2 separate regions of the Hordeum vulgare genome follow, and region 1 is linked to region 2. A link is a contact called in public Hi-C data. All regions are on one chromosome and are shown on one strand. Each heading gives the region's core, a stretch centred on a gene start, on an enhancer-like site or on the middle of the called end of the contact. The rest is flanking DNA. Distances are from core to core; before and after follow the strand shown.

The links. Hi-C and Micro-C count contacts between places; a contact is called where the count stands out from the background.
Region 1: a contact with region 2 is called in a Hi-C map of seedling, with 4 times the contacts expected there. The contact joins the promoter of LOC123449236 here to the promoter of LOC123449235 in region 2. A contact is called at or near these places in 1 of 6 Hi-C or Micro-C datasets (seedling) and 1 of 1 datasets of contacts at active chromatin or transcription factors (embryo).

Annotation. Positions count from the first base shown.
Region 1 is chr4H:518,085,432-518,088,164 of MorexV3_pseudomolecules_assembly, forward strand. It overlaps LOC123449236 (AP-3 complex subunit sigma), which reads left to right and starts at 1,369. Exons shown (of 7, transcript XM_045126378.1): 1 at 1,369-1,528; 2 at 1,748-1,790; 3 at 1,860-1,921; 4 at 2,284-2,380. The coding sequence starts at 1,460.
Region 2 is chr4H:517,710,425-517,713,124 of MorexV3_pseudomolecules_assembly, forward strand. It overlaps LOC123449235 (probable receptor-like serine/threonine-protein kinase At4g34500), which reads right to left and starts at 1,379. Exons shown (of 6, transcript XM_045126377.1): 1 at 832-1,379. The coding sequence starts at 1,364.

The DNA of each region.
Region 1 (2,733 bases), core at 119-2,618, 370 kb after region 2:
GAAACTCTGTCTCGAACAACTGCCTTAAGCATCAAATATGTAGAGTTCCATCTAACATGCATGTTTGAATTATACTTATGAGGAGTTGCACCTATGGCAATGCAATATCTCCTATAGTTTGAAATTCGTTGAGTTAAATGCGAAAGATAAGATATTGCAGAGCGTATGCATTCAACGTGTGGTTCACATAAATGTAAAGCACCTTTAGCAATAAGATTAATGATATGGCAAGCACAACGTTGATGCATTAAAAAAGATACAACATATGTGGAGAATATAGGAGTCAAGGCGTTCATTGCACTCGTGTTTGCTGAAGCATTATCCAAAGTTATTGCGAAAACTTTGTCGGCAAGAGCAAAATCATTCACAACTTTTAGTATAGCTTCAGCAATGTTTGGACCACTATGTGATACATTTATTAATTCAAATCCTACGACTCTTTTTTGTAGATGCCAATGTTCATTAACATAATGAGTTACCACACTAATATAGTCTTGCTTTGCCCGACCAATCCATATATCAGATGTTAATGACACTGAAAAAGTGTACGTAGAAAATTCATCTTTTATTTTATCTTTACCAGTCTGGTAAAGCTTTTTAAGATACCTACTTGTAGTTTGTTTAGAAACTGTTCTATGATTAGGATTATGACAAGATTGAATAAATTCTATGAAACCGCCAGATTCACCAATACCTAGTGGTAAATCATTCAAAGCAATAAAACGACATAGACCTTCTCGCGCTCGTTGAGGATCGTAAACGAAATTGCTTACCGTACCGTCGGTGTTGAACTTGAGATGAGTTTGCACGGCCTAGCTAGATGCGCTCGTTGCATCCGCCTTCTTGAGGGAATCCAAATGCCTCTTCAGGTGGCCGGTTCCTCCCTTGGCTTCTCCGGTTAGCTCCTTCTGGCACCTTTTGCACCGTGGCGACACCTTCCGCCCACCGCCCATCATAGATATTTCTTCATCGAAAAATTCCCACACCTCAGAGGTTCTACGACAAGTTCTTCTCACACCCATGCTGGTGGAGGAACCCGTCCCACTACTAGAATTGTTGTGACCATCGGGTTGGGTATCGAGAATGGCCTCGAGAGATGGATGATCGGTATAGGATGGTTGCATGGATGGAGGCATGGTAATGGGATCGGAGCTCGGGGGGAAGAGGCTAAAGTCATCAAGATCAAAATCAACTCACGGCGTGCTCGTGCCTGGGCCGACCACGATTAGCCTGTGCTGGGTCGGGCCCGTATGGTGCCTGGCCTGCGGGCTGTTGGGCCGGCGTTATAAGCACGCCGGTTTGGCCATATTTGCTTTGTTGAATTAAAAGTCACGTCATCTTCTAGTACTATAATTTCACCAATTCACCATCCCCAATCGCACCGGCACTTCCTTTTTAATATCCCCAGGGCTGTCGCGATCTGGTCGTTTCGCTCGCGTCCTCCTCATCGTCGGCGGCCATGATCCAGGCGGTGATGGTTATCAGCACTCTGGGCAAGCCCCGCCTCCTCAAGTTCTACAATTTCCAGGTCCCGAACCTTCTCCACTCGCCGCCCCTTCTTATTTTTCCTCACGCCCTTACTTCTTCAGTCTTCACCCATCCACCAACTGCTCGGCCAATTTCCCCACCCAAATCCAGAACCGCTTCATCTTTAGATCTCTATGTTCTTGATGAAATACCTTAGAGACCAAGCTCTGGACTTTGTTTTTCTCCGTTCTCCGGCTCACGGATTAATCGGTGGCTGCAGGACCCGGAGAAGCATCAGGAGCTGGTCCGCAGCGTCTTCCAGTGTATGTGTACACACGATTCGCTTTCCTTCGCAAGATGATGTGGTTGAGTTACGGACCCTCTTCTTGCAGCGTTGTCTGCGAGGCCGGAGGGTGTGAGCAATTTCGTCGAGGCCGATGCAATCTTTGGACCGGTACTGAACCTTGTCCAGCTATCCTAGGCCAAACCGGTAGTACTATATCTAATGCAAAGGACGGAATGGTAGGCAATACGGCAATGAACCAGGAAATTTGAAATGTTTGTCAATCTGTATGTAAACAGACTAAACTCTTAACTAGGTATGCAAATGCTCAGAAATCTTTTTGAAGGAGAGTGGCGAACAGCTATTTAGCGTGTGTTGCTGCGAACATTTGACTAATTGTAAAACTAAATCTGCACCGAAGTTAAATTTGTGACAGAAACAACTGAACTATTGGAGTGACCTTTTTCCATCTTACTACCTACAATAAGCTGTAAGGGATAAAAACGTTTGATTTTCTTTTTTACGCTTTCCAGGGAACGAAACTGGTCTACAAGCATTTGGCAACACTATACTTCATCTTTGTCTTTGATAGCTCGGAGAATGAGCTTGCCATGCTCGACCTCGTACAAGGTAACTTAACTCCTTCTCCACGGAATTGTTTCTTCCATCACTATAATTGATAGCTGTGTGCAATGGACAAATGAGGCTGCATAGATTTGCATGAGGAACTAATTATGGTCAGTGTGTTATCATGCTTCACATTATTTGTAATGTTTCAGTACAGAGTCTACTTCCTCCGGTGGCTGTTTATCTCATTACTGTGGTTCTTTCAGTTCATTATCCATACACTGCTTGTTTACATTTTTGTATTCCGTATTTCCAGTGCAAATTCTTATTGTTGTTAAACACTTATGCATACCACTGCACTACTATCGTTTCTAAAAAGATGTCACTGCACTACCACAAACATGCATTCCTTTTTT
Region 2 (2,700 bases), core at 129-2,628:
TATACAACACAACGGAGGCCAACCGTATCAATAATCACACACATAATGCTATACAGATACATTTTATTTGGCCCTTGAGTCAAATGACATCACAAGATTCTGATGAACACAAAACAAACTATAATCTTAACAAAGGTCGGATTGTGCACTTGAGTTAACAAAAAACATGCTTGCCACAAGTTTATTTTGCCCTTGGATATGACCAGATAAAATAATGATAACAGCAGAACTACAACTAGCACCGCACTTATTGTGACTAATTACCAACACATGCACGGACTAATGGAGACCAAGCCAGAATTGAGCAGAAATGTACGATGTGGAAACAAAAGCATCTCTGCAAAAGGACAAATTGGACCTTTAATTTTACAGAAGCATGCTTGCCACAAGCCCACAGGTTCAATTTTGCCCTTTTGATATATAGGAGCAGCAATCTTGAAGCCACACCAACAGGAAAACTGCAACAACCTCACTTACCGTGACTAATTACCCAACACTTGCATTTAGTTCAGGAAAGCAAAGCACCAAAGGTACACGCACAGCCGAAATCCATGGCCACATACAGTACTACTCCGAGCTTTAACATTTACTTACCCGAGCTACCACAGAGATACAACAATCAATAATAAGGGAACATACATGTACCATGTAGTTAACTTTCCATTTTGAGATCGTTCAGTTTATTAATCTTGAGGTTAAAGAAAAAGTACTGCTTAGTAGTACGTTTCGTTTCTACCCTACCGTGGTTGGACGAAGGAAGCAGAGTAAACAGAGCGCTATACTGTGCCACAATTCAACACGGTAACAGTGACGGGGAGAAAGAGCGCTCACTTGTGATCGAAGAGGTTCTTGACGGCGACGACCTCGCCGTCGGCAAGCACGCCGCGGTACACCGTGCCGTAGCCTCCTTCCCCGACCACGTTCGCGTCGCGGAACCCACCCGTGGCCGCCTCCAGCTCCTCCAGCTCGTACCACCTCCCCCAGCCCATCTCCACCCCCGGCGCCGCCCCGCCTCCGCTGATCCTCTCCAGCTTCTTCCCCACCGGCGACTCCAGGGAGCTGGCCGCCGCCGACGAGCTGGCCACGTCGGAGGAGCTGGTGCCGACCTCGGCGTACTTCTGGTGCTTGGGCGTGGAGGTCGGGAGGAGCGAGCCGGAGGAGAGCGCGTGGTCGACGCGCGAGGACTGCGGCTTGGCCCCGCCCCCGCGCCGGCGCGCCAGGTACGCGGCGATCGACGCGGCCGCGGCGACGAGGAGCAGGACGACGGCGCCCGCGAACGCTCCCTCGGCTGCGGTGGACAGGCCGAGGAATGACCTGCCGACGTCGTCGACGGAGGCCGCGGGCGGCGGGCCGGCGGCGTCCATCGCTCGCGGCGGTGGCGCTCGGTTGGTGGGCCCGCCCAGGCTTAGTTACACGGAGGGTGGCGACGTAGTGGAGGGTGGTGGTATGGGAGGGAGCGTGTCCGTCTGCGTGCGCCTGCGTTATATGGAGTTATGATGAGGGTTTTTCGCTCCGGCTAACGTTGGTGGACTCGGCGCACCGTGGACCCCCGTCCCGTCATTGATTTTTTGTTTGTTTGTTCGTTTTCGCATTGATAGCTAGAGATCGAGCCATTTAAGTTGATCGGCGACGTGTCAACGATCCGTCCAGCCCAATGCGACCTGATGCGACGGCCTCCGTCCATCACTTGTCGCATGCACTAGTCAGATTGCCAAGTGTGCGGCGTGAAGAACAGCCACAATCTGGAGATATTTTTACTGCTGCAATGCTTCTGCAGATACGTACCTCTGCATTTGTTTGTGTAGGCAGCCTCACACAATCCAGAGCAAATTTATCACCCTAGAGTAGTGCAATGCTGTTTGGGGGTGACGAGGCGCAGGTTGATGACGGTGTCAGCCGGTGGTCCGGGTCCAGGGTGCACGGACGGGGAGGGCGCTCGCCTTTGCCGTTGGACGGGGAGGCGTGTAGCTTTGTTTTGGTGTGCTCTACGTGAAACGGTCGTTGGGGTGGGGCCGGGGAGCGCCTAGATCCGGGCCCGCCTTCCAGGCGATGCCCCGTGAATGCTGTGCCTCGGTCTATTCGGGCATTTTGATTGCCATTTCTCTGAGTACGAGGCTATTTATTATAGACGTACAGAGACCCCGTATGTACGTACGTACGTACTCACAGCCACACATCTCTACGGCATACGACCGCCCGTATTCATTAACGATCTGTGTGGGCAGCTGAACCGTATTTTCCTCCGTGTACTGTACACTGCCCAACATGATCTGAAGCAAGTCAGAATACCTGCTGACGTTTGGCTGTACTGGGGTGGTGGCTCGGTAGCAACACGGATTTCAGTTCGCTTCTACAGTCGTCTTCTCAGGCGTCACGGGCTCACAGGGACACAGACCCTGGGCATATGGGACCTATTACTTTTATATCGATCAAAATATACTACTATACTCTCTTTTTTGCTGTAAAACGTACACCGCGTGTAATTTTTTCAATTCATTTTTGCGGGGTTAGGGGTAAGTATACTGTGTAATTAAACGGTGGGCTTTTCGGGAAACTTTCACAGTGACAATGACAAGCAAGTAAGTTAAGCAAGCGCATCTTTTTGGTGGATTAATTAAGATTTTACCAGCAACGTTCAGAGGTTCTTAGGTAGGTAGGCTAGGTATCGTTGCCGGGAAAGCGACGAGATGAAGAGACCAA